Regions from separate parts of the Pan troglodytes genome. Here region 1 is linked to region 2. The links are chromatin contacts, called in public Hi-C maps. All regions are on one chromosome and are shown on one strand. The core of a region is the stretch at or near the end of the contact, and the rest is flanking DNA. Distances in the headings are between cores, read along the strand shown.

Region 1 (6,694 bases), core at 3,949-6,448, 520 kb before region 2:
AATCCACCCGCCTTGGCCTCCCAAAGTGCTGGGATTACAGGTGTGAGCCACCACACCCAGTCTTTTTTCTTTTTTTAATTAATTTTTTTCTGTCACTATTTGAACTACAGGAATAATGCATGTTGTCATTTTTAATTTACAGTTACATTTTCTTAGTGACAGATAAAATAATTTGCATTCTGCAATCACTGACTTTTTTTTGAGATGGAATCTCACTTTGTCACCCAGGCTAGAGTGCAATGGCCCGATCTCAGCTCACTGCAACCTCCACCTCCTGAGTTCAAGCGATTCTCCTGCCTCAGCCTCCTGTGTAACTGGGATTACATGTGCGTGCCACCACGCCCCGCTAATTTTTGTATTTTTAGTAGAGACAGGGTTCTGCCATGTTGGCCATGCTGGTTTCAAACTCCCGACCTCAGCTGACCCACCTGCCTCGGCCTCCCAAAGTGCTGGGATTACAGGTGTGAGCTACTGCACCCAGCCTAATGACACTTAAATTCCATGAAATAAGGTAGTTTACCTTATTTTGTTGTACTGCTATCAAATACCATGTTTTGTGTGATGTGGTCACATTACAGCATAACCTATTTTATTATATGTCTTCAGGTTCATTTACTCCAATTTTATGATAGACTATCCTCTAAGGCTGTGATTGAAGAAATGTATTTGCTTAAGATAGGAGGCTATGAAATGAAGTCCAAAATAGGGACACTCTACATCAGAGATTTACAATGAGTAGGGTGAGTTTTTAAAATTACCTATGGCCGGCCCGGCACAGTAGCTCACGCCTGTAATCCCAGCACTTTGGGAGGCCGAGGTGGGCGGATCACGAGGTCAGGAGATCGAGACCATCGTGGCTAACAGGGTGAAACCCCATCTCTACTAAAAATACAAAAAAAAAAAACAATTAGCCGGATGTGGTGGCGGGCACGTGTAGTCCCAGCAACTGGTGAGGCTGAGGCAGGAGAATGGTGTGAACTCAGGAGGCGGAGCTTGCAGTGAGCTGAGGTCGCGCCACTACACTCCAGCCTGGGCGACAGAGCGAGATTCCGTCTCAAAAAATAAAAAAATAAAAAATAAATAACCTATGGCCAAATCCCTATTTACAGTATAAAGAACCACTGAACTCTTTCCAAATACAAGTAAATCTCTACAATTAATTTAAGCTCCGTCTGCACTGGGAGGAATTTTGTTTCCCATTGTGCAGCTCTTTAATGATGTATAAGGGTTGATGATGCTTAGCTTTGAATATCTAGGAAGAAGTAGGAACAACATGAAAGCTCAAAATTAAGAACAGAGACTGGACTCTGGTGTCCTGGCTTCTCTGATATCCCAGGGGCCTATTACACTTTGTCAGGCCCCTCAGCTCCCAGCAGATCAGGAACTTGAGATCTGGCTGTGGTAACCACCCTCAAGCTTGATAACTATTCATTGCGTCCGAGTACTTCTTATATTTCGAACTCATCAGATAGTAAAAATCTCAGAATCCTGATTTCAGATCTCATGAACTAATTCTACATCACCACCTCAAATTACCCAGCCTGAAGACACAACGGGCTTGGTATGAAGATATAAAGTATGTTGCAAAGAGACTGAAGGCACTGTAGACATCTTGAACAAAAGGGTCAGACTAACCCGCAGCTGATAAGGAAAGGGCTCCAAACTTCTAGAACCTTCTTGTCAATTCTGCTTTAGGATTAGAACAAGTATGACTACCCACAACTCTGTTCCAACCCCACTTCCAATAATCTGGCCTAACTGTTGCCAGAATCTAGAGCGTTCTCGAAAACCACTCACTCAGCAGCTCCCTTGGCTAGTCCGACTGGCAATCTCGAACCACTGCAGCTGCTTCGGAGTGCCAACAGCGCCCAAGCAGTTGCCCTCTTCCTTGGTGCTTAACTTAAGAAAGAACAGTGCTGGGAAGGATAAAGATCACCCAGGAAGGACAGGGGAAGAGGAGTCTGACGTAGAGAACACGAGATAAGCCCCTCGCTCTTCCTTTTTTTCTCTGTCATCTTTGACTTCTGGGATAACCGGGGGCAACCAGGTCAATTATGGAGACACACAATCACTTCGAACCCAGACTAGTGATCGCTGGGGTATAATTACAAGGGAAAACGGGGTGAGGAGGGCAAAGGTTTTGGAGACGGAAAGTGCAGACAGGCAACAATGCACAGAAGTTAACAAGAGAAGGCGGGGGTCGGGGGCGATGTAAGGAAGTCGTCATCGACGCCGCGCCGCTTCCCCCACCTCGCACCAGACCTCTGAAATTGCCCTCGGAGACTCGGCCTCTCCTATAAGGACGATCGTCCTCTCAGCTGGAGAACAAGGCCATGCCTCAGCTCCTACGCCAGGCGGAAGCGGGAGAGGAAGGCCGACCCCCAAGAGCGCCCCTTCAGGGGGTCCATCCGGCCTTGATCTCAGATGGGGGGGTGTTTGCGGAGGGCGGGGCATCGCCTCAACAGCTGGGGGCTGCATCATGGCAGGAACGAGTTTCCCTGAGCCACGGAGCTGCAGGTCGCCTCCTCTACTACCCTGCTACCCGGTTACCTCTTCGCCTCTTGGTCGTCGAGCAGCTCTGGCTCGGTCGCCGCCATTACCACATCGCACTCCGCGGCAGCCGCCATCTTACCGCCGGGACCAGAGAGCTGGGTGGGAGGCCGGCGGTGAAGAGCACTTCCGGTTGGAGCATAGAGCAGCTCAGCGGCGCCGCGCCCAGAAGGGCTCCCTCGGGCTCGTCTACCAGAGAGAGGCTCCGCTTGGGGCCAGAGCGGCCTCCCGCCCCCGGATGTCCACGGTGGTCTCCGCGCCGGGGCGGGAGCCCAGGGGCTGTGCCGGTGCGTAGGCGGCGCCACTTTACCCGTGGGTGGGAAGGCGGGGTGTACGGGTGGTAGCCTCTCTAGGGCTTGGCTGTTTTCAGTATTCCAAGAGCCTCATTGCCATAGCAACTTCCAATCCTAGAGAGTCTTCCTGAAAGGCTCCGTGGAGTCTGGGTTGCGTGGGGACCAGGTGACCCAAGACTCTGTAGGGAAGGAGTCCCCACTGCTACCTTTCCGACCTTGGAGTGTGTCCACAGCTTCTTCCCGGGAAAGTCAAGAGACACTTTGAGCCCAGTTCCCCCAGCTTTCATCGTTCTCTGGAAGCCCTGCCCAATCAAGCCAGGGGAACGCAGGGCGTCTTCACCCTGCGCCTTTCATCCACTCCGGATCTCCAAACACCAACTGGTTCATCACCCTAATGACGCTGACCCTTTTACAAGGCTCCTTTCATGTCAGCCGCCTGGGAGTGCCATCTCAGCATTAAGCCTAGGAAAGCTGACACATGGCGCCCCAGACCCTGCCCTGGAGTTTATAAGGAAGCTCGCGGGGTGAGGTCCTTGCTCTTGTGTCCCCAGTACTCCCACCTCTTATATAAACTCTCTACTCATCACGCTTGCCTTGCCGAATGCAGTCTGGATTGAGAATTCATAGGGGACAAGGGCACAGTTTAATTGTCTTTGTTGTTATTCCCTCACCCAAACGACTATTTGTGGAGCTGAATTAAATTGGAGCTTTCTGGGGTTAAATTGGAGGAGTATGAGGAGTAGCTTTACAATGTAAAGCTAAGAGTAAAATAAGAAGAGGGCAAAGGAATTTTAAAAGGATTTACCTGTTTGTTCCAGGAAAACAGCATGTGCCAATGCTCATACTCTGCCTATCCCAGTGTGGAGGGAGCTGAAACCACAGCGACCACTGAGTAGGGAGGGATAGGACAAGCTCACTAGGTTGGAAAGGAGGGGTCATTCGTTGAGCCAATCACTCAATAGCCCTTTCCAAAACGCCTACTCTGTGCTAGGTTGTGAGGGCACAAGACTTACAGACCACCTGCCCTGCCTGCCAGTGGCTCATAGTCCAGTCTAATGCTAGCCAACCTGTCTCACCATCTTCCCACTTTATGTTCTATCTAAGGCAACTCATTTATTCCCACAGCTTTACTTCCATCTGTTGATGACTCTCAACTCTTCATATCTCCAACCTAGACCTTTCTTCAGCTTCCACAGCTGTATATCCAACTATCTACTGGATATCTCTTGTATGTTTCACAAATCCCCAAGGCTTACCATATTTAAATTTAACTTTTTCATTGTCTACCCACACCTCAACAACAGGAAAAACAAATGTTGGATGTAATTATTATCTTTCCTAAATTCCGTATCTTGTTAAATGGATTAAACCATTCTCACTCTTGGCTTCCAATTTGTTGCCAAGTTTTGTTGATTCTCCTACCAAATATTTCCCAAATCTATCTCCACCTTTCCATCCCGATTCAGGCGCTCATCATTTTTTTAAATCTTGGAATAGGCTGGGTGTGGTGGCATGCATCTGTAGTACCAGCTATTTGGGAGGCTGAGGCAGGAGGATCACTTGAGCCCAGGAGTTAGAGGCTGCAGTGAGCTATGATCACACCAATGTACTCCAGCACGGAGAAAAGAGCAAGACCCTGTCTCAAAAACGGCAACAACAACAACAACAACAAAACAACAGAAAAAAAAAACTTGGAATACATCAATAGTCTCCTAATCGGTCTCTAATTTCATCTCTGTTCAGTCTTCCCTCTTCTGCCAGAGTGACCTTCCTCAGGGACTGATCATGTCTCTTCATTGGCAATGGCTTTCCATTGCCGTCAATTTGATCTCTTTGGCCTACCACACAAAGCCTTTGATTATCTGTTTCTTTTTTTTAATAATTTAATTTGAGTACCAATATTTAGGTCCTTTCTACCACCAATATTGAACCCAAGTTCTCATAGTTTCAGAAAATGCCATGACTTGTAGCCGTTTCCTCCACCCTAGAACACCCTTTCCCCCAGGCCCTTCAGTGTCTGCTGACTCAAAGTTAAATGCCCTTTTGCTGTGCCCCACAGCACCTCAGTAGTTGTTAGACATCTAGCTTCTCTAGACCGTGAGTTCTGATGGGCAGCCACCATGTCTAACTCGTCCACTTTCTCTCAGTATATGGCCCTGCACCTGGCACAGACAGATGATGCTCAGAAAACATTTGACGAATAAATGATTGAGTAAACGAAGAGTTACTGTACTCTGATCGCCTTTACAGAGAGAACATCTGGGCCTCAGAGACACCAGAACACCCAGCGGCCCGCGTCCAGGGAGTCTAGAACCTTGGGCTCCCGCGCACACCCAGGCCAGGTCCTGGCCGTCATTCTCCCGCCGGCCTCTGGGGGAGCTGCGCGGTCCGCGCTCTGTCTCCGCTGCCGGAATTCGTCTTGCCTGACGGAAGCTGGGGAGCGGGCAGGCGGCGGGGGCGGGGCCTGGAGGAGCCTACACCGACTCTGGAGGAAGACTGGAGCCTTTGCGGCGGCGCTGCCCCTCCCCTGGTCCCCGCGAGCTCGGAGGGCCCGCTGGTGCTGCGGGGGCCCCGGGAGGTACGGAGCTGGGAGGCGAGGCTCGTCCGGCGCTAGGATCGGCCTCCGCCTCCGGGCCGCTTTAGGTGGCTGGTCTCTGCCTCTCATTCCCTCTGGGGGCTCCCCCGTGAGAAAATCTGTGGCGGAGGCCCCTCTGGCCCACTCTTATGGTGTCCTTTATTGTGGAGCTCGCTATATGGAGAGGGGGTCTGTGTCAGGAGCTTCTCCTGGAGAGGTTTCTGTTAGGGACCGTCTTTGGGAGTGATCTATCTCTGCTCTCTGGGGGGGATCTTTGTCTGGAGCTTTTGGGGGGCTTGTGTTTGGAAGTTTGCCTTCGGGGAGATATCTGTCTGGGACCTCTTAGGGTTTCTGTATCTGAGCTTTCTCTTTTGTGTCTGTCAGTCCAAGGGCAGCAAAAAGTATGTCCTTTCTGAAGCCTTTTTTTCCGTAGGTTTCTTCATTCTTTTCTCTCTTGTCTTATGTTCTTTGTAGCCATAGACTTGACTGGAGTTTAGAGGGAATTGATTGTTGTCCAGATGAGTCGTACAGGAAAGCAGATTGTCTTTTTTTGAGACGGAGTCTTGCTCTGCCGCCCAGGCTGGAGTGCAGTGGCATATTCTTGGCTCACTGCAATCTCCGCCTCCTGGGTTCAAGCGATTCTCCTGCCTCAGCCTCTCAAGTAGCTGGGATTACAGGCACCCGCCACCACGCCTGGCTAATTTTTTATATGTTTAGTAGAGATGAGGTTTCACTATGTTGGCCAGTCTGGTCTCGAACTCCTGACTTTGTGATCCGCCCACCTCGGCCTCCCGAAGTGCTGAGATTACAGGCGTGAGCCACCGTGCCCTGCCCCAGATTATCCTTTTTATTTGCTCAGTCCCCCCAGGGAGCAGATGGCTTCAGACAGCCACACAAAACACTGTTCCTGCTTAATTCTCCATGGGGTCATGGTTAAAGAGAGGAAGCTGGGCTGAGCTCCCTTTACTAATTGGTCCTCTACATCTTGCGCACAGAAGGGAACCTGGCCCAGTGGCCAGTGACTCTTCTCTCCCTTTATGGCAGCATTTCCAAGCACCTGCCCTGTGACAGATACTGGCTAGGTACTGGGGATAACAAAGACGAATAAAATAACAGCTTACCATCCAGTAGTAGACACGGAGACATCCGTTTCCTCTGACTAGCATTGGGATGGTGCTGAAACCCTGGAACTATACATTCAGTTTAGAACTATACATTCAGTTTAGAACTCTCAGTTATGGACGTTCTGCCTTCTGTTTTTTTGGTTTTGGTTTTT
Region 2 (7,664 bases), core at 2,676-5,175:
CGCCAGCGTTTTTCGTTGGAATATACGTTGCACATTTATGGCGATTCTGAATGTGAGAGCAGATTTCTGCCAGGCTGAGCACAGCGTTTTCGCTGACAAGTGAGCTTGGAGGTTCTATGTGCCATAATTAACATTGCCTTGAAGACTTCTGGACACCGAGACTGGCCTCAGAAATAGTTGGCTATTTATTTATTTATTTATTTATTTATTTATTTATTTTGAGACGGCGTCTCGCTCTGTCGCCCAGGCTGGAGTGCAGTGGTGCGATCTCAGCTCACTGCAACCTCCGCTTCCTGGGTTCACGCCATTCTCCTGCCTCAGCCTCCTGAGCAGCTGGGAGCACAGGCGCCCGCCACTACGCCCGGCTAATTTTTTGTATTTTTAGTAGAGACGGGGTTTCACCATGCTAGCCAGGATGGTCTCGATCTTCTGACCTCGTGATCCACCCGCCCTGGCCTCCCAAAGTGCTGGGATTACAGGCGTGAGCCACCGCACCCCGGCAGCTTTTTTTTTTTTTTTTTTTTTTTGAGAGAGAGAGTTTCCCTCTGTCGCCCAGGCTAGAGTGCAATGGCGCAATCTCGGCTCACTGCAAGCTCTGCCTGCCGGGTTCAGGCCATTCTCCTGCTTCAGCCTCCTGAGCAGCTGGGACTACAGACGCCCGCCACTGCGCCCGGCTAATTTTTTGTGTTTTTAGTAGAGACGGGGTTTCACCGTGTTAGCCAGGATGGTCTCGATTTCCTGACCTCGTGATCCGCCCGCCTCGGCCTCCCAAAGTGCTGGGATTACAGGCGTGAGCCACCGCGTCCGGCCAGCTTTTTTTTTTTAATTGCAAGCATATTTCTTTGAATGACTCCAGTAAAATTAAGCATCAAGTAAACAAGTGGAAAGTGACCTACACTTTTAACTTGTCTCACTAGTGCCTAAATGTAGTAAAGGCTGCTTCAGTTTTGTATGTAGTTGGGTTTTTTGGAGTCCGAAGGTATCCATCTGCAGAAATTGAGGCCCAAATTGAATTTGGATTCAAGTGGATTCTAAATACTTTGCTTATCTTGAAGAGAGAAGCTTCATAAGGAATAAACAAGTTGAATAGAGAAAACACTGATTGATAATAGGCATTTTCATGGTCTTTTTAATGTTTTCTGTTGTGAAACATTTCAAGATTTATTGATTTTTTTTTTCACTTTCCCCATCACACTCACAGGCACGCTCACACTTTTTATTTGCCATAATGAACCGTCTAGCCCCTGTGAAGATCTCCTATGAGAACATGCGTTTTCTGATAACTCACAACCCTACCAATGCTACTCTCAACGAGTTCACAGAGGAACTTAAGAAGTATGGAGTGACGACTTCGGTTTGAGTTTGTGATGCTACATATGATAAAGCTCCAGTTGAAAAAGAAGGAATCCACGTTCTAGATTGGCCATTTGATGATGGAGCTCCATCCCCTAATCAGATAGTAGATGATTGGTTAAACCTGTTAAACACCAAATTTCATGAAGAGCCAGGTTGCTGTGTTGCAGTGCATTGCGTTGTGGAATTGGGAAGGGCACCTGTGCTGGTTGCACTTGCTTTGATTGAATGTGGAATGAAGTACGTAGATGCAGTTCAGTTTATAAGACAAAAAAGAAGGGGAGTGTTAAATTCCAAACAGCTGCTTTACTTAAGATGCGATTACGCTTCAGAGATACCAGTGGGCATTGCTGTGTTCAGTAGAAAGAAATGTAAATGAAGGCTGACTTGATTGTGGCATTTAGAGGGAACTCCTGGTACCTGGAAATGTGAATCTGGACTCTTACCTGTGTCATGAAAGTAGTGATGGGTTCAGTACTCCTCAACCACTCCTAATGATCAGAACAAAAGCAAACAAGAAATCTCTCTATAAAATGAATAAAATGTTTACGAAAAAAAAAGAGTTTGAGACCAGCCTGGACAACATGGTGAAATCCCATCCCTACAAAGGTTAACTGGGCTTGGTGGCACGTGCCTGTAATCCCAGCTACTCAGGAGACTGAGACAGGAGAATGGCTTGAACCTGGGTGGCTGAGGTTCCCGTGAGCTGAGATTAAAAAAAAAAAAAAATCATACTTCCCTAGTATCTAAAGTTGATATCTGATTCCAGGCCTCTTTCAACTTTTTTTGTTTGTTTGTTTGTTTTTTTGAGATGGAGTCTCGCTCTGTCATCCAGGCTGGAATGCAAATGGCACGATCTTGGCTCACTGCAACTTCCACCTCCAGCGTTCAAGCGATTCTCCTGCCTCAGCTTCCCAAGTAGCTGGGACTACAGGCGTGTGCCACCAAGCCTGGCTAACTTTTTTTTTTTTTTTGAGAGGGAGTCTTGCTCTGTCCCCCAGGCTGGAGTGCAGTGGTGTGATCTCGGCTCACTGCAACCTCCGCCTCTCCGGTTCACGCCATTCTCCTGCCTTAGCCTCCCGAGTAGCTGGGAGTACAGGCGCCCGCCAACACGCCCGGCTAATTTTTTGTATTTTTAGTAGAGATGGAGTTTCACCGTGTTAGCCAGGAGGGTCTCGATCTCCTGACCTCGTATCCGCCCGTCTTGGCCTCCCAAAGTGCTGGGATTACAGGCGTGAGCCACCGCGCCCAGCACCTGGCTAACTTTTGTATTTTAGTACAGACGGGGTTTCACTGTATGTTGGCCAGGCTGGTCTCAAACCCCTGACTTGAGGTGACCTGCAAGCCTCAGCCTCCCAGAGTGCTGGGATTACAGGCGTAAGCCACCGCTCCTGGCCTAAGGTTGGCTATTTTTATGGTTATTTCTTGATTATATGATAAACAAGGGGTGGGTTAGTAATGAATTTTTCAGAAAAGGGGTGGGGATCCCCCCCAACTGAAGGTTCCTCCACTGTTTAGACCATATAGGGTAACTTCTGGACGTTGCCATGGCATTTGTAAACTGCCTGGCGCTGCTAGGAGTGTCTTTAGCATACTAATGCATTATAATTAGCGTATAATGAGCAGTGAGGACGATCAGAGGTCACCTTCCTGTCTTGGTTTTGGCAGGTTTTGACCAGTTTCTTTGCTGCATTCTGTTTTATCAGCGGGGTCTTGTGACCTTTTACCTTGTGCTGACCTCCTGTCTCATCCTGTGACGAAGAAGGCCTAACCTCCTGGGAATTCAGCCCAGCAGGTCTCTGCCTCATTTTACCCAGCCCCTGTTCAAGATGGAGTCGCTCTGGTTGGAAACTTCTGACAAAATGACAGCTCCTGTCATGTTGCTGCTGCTGCCGCCAATGGACAGCCTTTAACGTGCCCGCCAGCCCTGCTCCACGGCCGGCCTGGGCTCACATGGCCCCATCCCTCCTCGAACCTCCTAGCCTGTTACTCAAATCTGCAAGTTCTCTGCCTTCTCAGGGCCTTCAATAAATGCATTTCTTCTGTCTGGAAGGCTCTTCCTTTCCCTCTTCTAGCCAATTCCTATTCATCCCTGAGTTTCAGATTAAAAGTCACTTCCTTTGGAAACCTTACTTCGTTACTTCGCTACTTACTGCACTACTTCGCAGCATCACAACTATGATGGAAATCCTTACTTACGTTAAATATCTGGTTTCTAGGTCACCTCCCTGACGGGGACGGTAGGGACCGTCTTCTCGTTCATCAGTAGGGAAGTAGCTATGGCAGTGCCTGATACAAAATAAACTCCAAATGTGTATTTATTAGATGGTTGGATGGAAGTTATTTGCGTGTGAAAGCGCGTTTTACCCGAAGGCGCTCTGTGAGGGCCAGCGGGTCCCCTTCGGCCCTGGAGCCAGGGTCACACGCTCCCCACCGCGTGCGGTCACGAGACGTCCCCAAGGGAGTATCCTGGTACCCGGAAGCCGCGACTCCTGGCCCTGAGCCCGGGCTTGGCCTTCGGGTCCACGTGGCCGGAGGCCGGCAGCTGATTGGACGCGGGCCGCCCCACCCCCTGGCCGTCGCGGGATCCGCAGGACTGAGACCATGGAGGCGGTGGCGGTGGCCGCGGCGGTGGGGGTCCTTCTCCTGGCCGGGGCCGGGGGCGCGGCAGGCGACGAGGCCCGGGAGGCGGCGGCCGTGCGGGCGCTCGTGGCCCGGCTGCTGGGGCCAGGCCCCGCGGCCGACTTCTCCGTGTCGGTGGAGCGCGCTCTGGCTGCCAAGCCAGGCTTGGACACCTACAGCCTGGGCGGCGGCGGCGCGGCGCGCGTGCGGGTGCGCGGCTCCACTGGCGTGGCGGCCGCCGCGGGGCTGCACCGCTACCTGCGCGACTTCTGTGGCTGCCACGTGGCCTGGTCCGGCTCTCAGCTGCGCCTGCCGCGGCCACTGCCCGCCGTGCCGGGGGAGCTGACCGAGGCCACGCCCAACAGGTACCGCCCCGAAGCTTCCCCGCGTCCGCCCGAGGCGCTTACCCCCTCCCGGAGCCGCTGCCACCCAAATCGGGAGGCTGAGCGGGGAGCGCTGGCCGGAAGGCCCAGCTGCGCCGCCTCCAGCAGCTGTGTGGCCTTGAGCCAGCCACTGTGCCTTTCAGAGCCTCGGCTGGCCCACCTGAAAAACGGAAAGAAGACGCCTACCGTGCAGTGTTATTGTGAGGATTTGCACGATGATGGGCATAGAATTTGTGGTGCACAATTGGTGATGAGTGAATTTTCTTGCCTTCCTCCCCCACCTTCTCTTTGAACCTGCGGGCTGAGGAAGGACGCCTCCATCCCCCACCCCACAGGCCTGTGTTCCAGCGCCTGCCACACTATGGAGTGATGTGTTCACACAGCTGTCCTCCCCTGCCCATCTGTTAGACTGTGGGGGCAGGGATTCCCCGTTCCAGGAAAACACCGTGCAGAGGAGGGGCTCTGGCAGTGTGGCATGAAAGTGGAATATGCCACCCAAATACCCGCCAGGCTAGAGGGCCCTGGGAGAGTGCAGGGGACGAGTGCCTCAGAAGCCCAGCCCGGGTACCTGGTCTCAGCTCCACCTGGGGTGGGTCCCAGTGTGCAGCAGAAGGGCCGAGTTTGGAGCCCCTCTCCTCTCCTCTAGGTGGGGGATGGGGGATTTGTTCCAGGGCCGTGTACCCTCCAGGGTGGGATGCGCCCCTGCTCATGACACTGCCCGCAGGTACCGCTATTACCAGAATGTGTGCACGCAAAGCTACTCCTTCGTGTGGTGGGACTGGGCCCGCTGGGAGCGAGAGATAGACTGGATGGCGCTGAATGGCATCAACCTGGCACTGGCCTGGAGCGGCCAGGAGGCCATCTGGCAGCGGGTGCGTGCCCACTGTCCCCTCCCCACCCTCCTCTATGGCGGGAGCCACCCTAGGTGTTTTCACCCGCCCCCCAGCATGGGCGCAGTGTCTCTCTCTAGAAGTGCTTTCAGCGTGCACAATGGCTTGGGCCTCCTAAAAACTGAGGCTTCCGGCCGGGCGCGGTGGCTCACGCCTGTAATCCCAGCACTTTGGGAGGCCTAGGCGGGCGGATCAGGAGTTCAGGAGATCGAGACCATCCTGGCCAACATTGTGAAACCCCGTCTCTACTAAAATACAAAGAATTAGCAACCTGGGCAACAGAGCGAGACTCTTTCTAAAAAAAAAACAAAAAACTGAGGCTTCCAGTTTGAGGAGTGGGGCTCCTTCCCCCATCTCCCCTATGCAGCCAATCACCTGGTCCCTTGGATCCAACTCATGGGCAGCTCTAGATCTGCCTCCCTGGAAGCTTCTGTGCTGCAACGGCTGCTCCAGGCGCTGCTTAAGCTCTTCACACAGCTGCCCTGCCCTTCCATCTGGCACTCTTGCTCCATGAAGCCTTCTAAGGCCTTCCTCTTGGGGGAAAGCCCCTTTGTGCCCCATCTCCTCACCCATGCGACAAAGGCGACACAGTGAACTCACCTACTCACAGGTCTCTTTCCTCTGGGCTGTGGGCTCCTTGATGGCAGGGTTCGGATTTTGTCTCAGTAGCCCTAGCGCCCAGCACAAAGAAGCAATGAGTGAATGGTTGTTGAATGAATGAATGAATGAATGAACGAAGATGAATATATTTCTATGTGTGGGCCCTTCTTCCTCAGGTGTACCTGGCCTTGGGCCTGACCCAGGCAGAGATCAATGAGTTCTTTACTGGTCCTGCCTTCCTGGCCTGGGGGCGAATGGGCAACCTGCACACCTGGGATGGCCCCCTGCCCCCCTCCTGGCACATCAAGCAGCTTTACCTGCAGGTAAAAGGATGGAAAAGGGAAGGGGCAGAATCGGTGATAGATGGTCATGGGCCCAGGAAGGGTGGTATTAGGCCGGCCCCAGGGCTCTTAACTGAGGCGGGGGGCTCCGTGTATCCTGGGAGATGAGGGCCTTCTCATAGGACAGCAGTGGCCATGCTCACCACCCTTCCTTCTGTTCTTCCAGCACCGGGTCCTGGACCAGATGCGCTCCTTCGGCATGACCCCAGTGCTGCCTGCATTCGCGGGGCATGTTCCCGAGGCTGTCACCAGGTGAGGTTCCGCTCACCCCCTCCACTTAGCTCAGAGAGGGAATTTTATTCCCTTCTAGAACATGATTTAAAAACTTAAGCTCTGGGCCGGGCGCAGTGGCTCACGCCTGTAATCCCAGCACTTTGGGAGGCCGAGTTGGCTGGATCACCTGAGGTCAGGAGTTCGAGACCAGCCTGGCCAACATGGTGAAACCCTGTCTCTACTAAAAATATAAAAATTAGCTGGGCATGGTGGCATGCGCCTGTAATCCCATCTACTTAGGAGGCTGAGACAGGAGAATTGCTTAAACCTGGGAGGCAGACGTTGCAGTGAGTAGAGATCACGCCATTGCACTCCAGCCTGGGCGACGAGCGAAACTCTGTCTCAAACAAACAAACAAGCTCTGGACGTAGGCCTGGGTTTGATTTCTGACTCTGCTACTAATTAGCTGTGTGACTTCGGGCAGATGACATGACTGCTCTGTGCCTCAGTTTCCTTACTTGTAAAATGGGATCTCTACCCACTTTGCTGTAGGGTTTGTAATTATCTCTCGATCTATCTGTGACTTTGCACAGAGTGCTAGCAAATGGCAGCCCTTAGGAGTGGCAGCAGGGGTGCTGCAGTGTCCCTTGTCCCTCCTGTTCCTCTGTGCTTCCCAGCCATCCTCTCACATGTGGTTGGGAAAAGTCTTCAAGGCCCACCTGAGACCTCCCCTCCTTCAGGAAGCCTTGCTAGTGCCCCCCATGACCTCCTTTGCACCTGCTAGTGTCTGGCTCCCATACTCTCGTAGGACTTAATGCATGCCAGTGGCCTCCCTGCCCGCCTCTTTGCCCCCATCACCAGGTGGCAGGAAACTCACTCATTCATTCAATAAACTTGGTCCAGCTGTCTGAGGCTGCCAGAACTGGCTGTGCTGGGTCCTGGGAGGCGGCAAGAAAGGTGCCCAAGGGCTTACCCCTGATAGGGGAGATATGTTGGCTGAAGGATACAATGTGGGGACAAAGACAGGAATATATGTGTGTTCCGCTCTCCTCTGCCGGGAGAGAGGGGCAGGAAGGGCTCAGGGCAGAGCCCAGCCTTGAAAAATGAGTGTTGCTTGGACGGACGCTTGGCTAATGCTTGTAATCCTAGCGTTTTGGGAGGCTGAGGCGTATGGATCACCTGCGGTCAGGAGTTAAAGACCAGCCTGGCCAACATGGCGAAACCCCATCTCTACTAAAAGTACAAAAATTAGCCAGGCGTGG

The links. A called contact is a pair of places that touch in the nucleus more often than the background predicts.
Region 1: a Hi-C map of stem cell-derived neural progenitor cells shows a contact between it and region 2, with 3 times the contacts expected there. The contact joins the promoter of NKIRAS2 here to the promoter of NAGLU in region 2. A contact is called at or near these places in 1 of 7 Hi-C or Micro-C datasets (stem cell-derived neural progenitor cells) and 1 of 1 datasets of contacts at active chromatin or transcription factors (stem cell-derived excitatory neurons).

Annotation. Positions count from the first base shown.
Region 1 is chr19:26,122,574-26,129,267 of NHGRI_mPanTro3-v2.0_pri, reverse strand. NKIRAS2 (NFKB inhibitor interacting Ras like 2) reads left to right here and starts at 5,198. Exons shown (of 4, transcript NM_001279916.1): 1 at 5,198-5,421. DNAJC7 (DnaJ heat shock protein family (Hsp40) member C7) reads right to left here and starts at 5,104. Exons shown (of 15, transcript XM_054670895.2): 1 at 4,906-5,104; 2 at 3,649-3,731. The coding sequence starts at 4,965.
Region 2 is chr19:25,604,132-25,611,795 of NHGRI_mPanTro3-v2.0_pri, reverse strand. It overlaps NAGLU (N-acetyl-alpha-glucosaminidase), which reads left to right and starts at 3,925. Exons shown (of 6, transcript XM_523654.8): 1 at 3,925-4,340; 2 at 5,083-5,230; 3 at 6,025-6,171; 4 at 6,356-6,441. The coding sequence starts at 3,958. It also overlaps the pseudogene LOC134808859.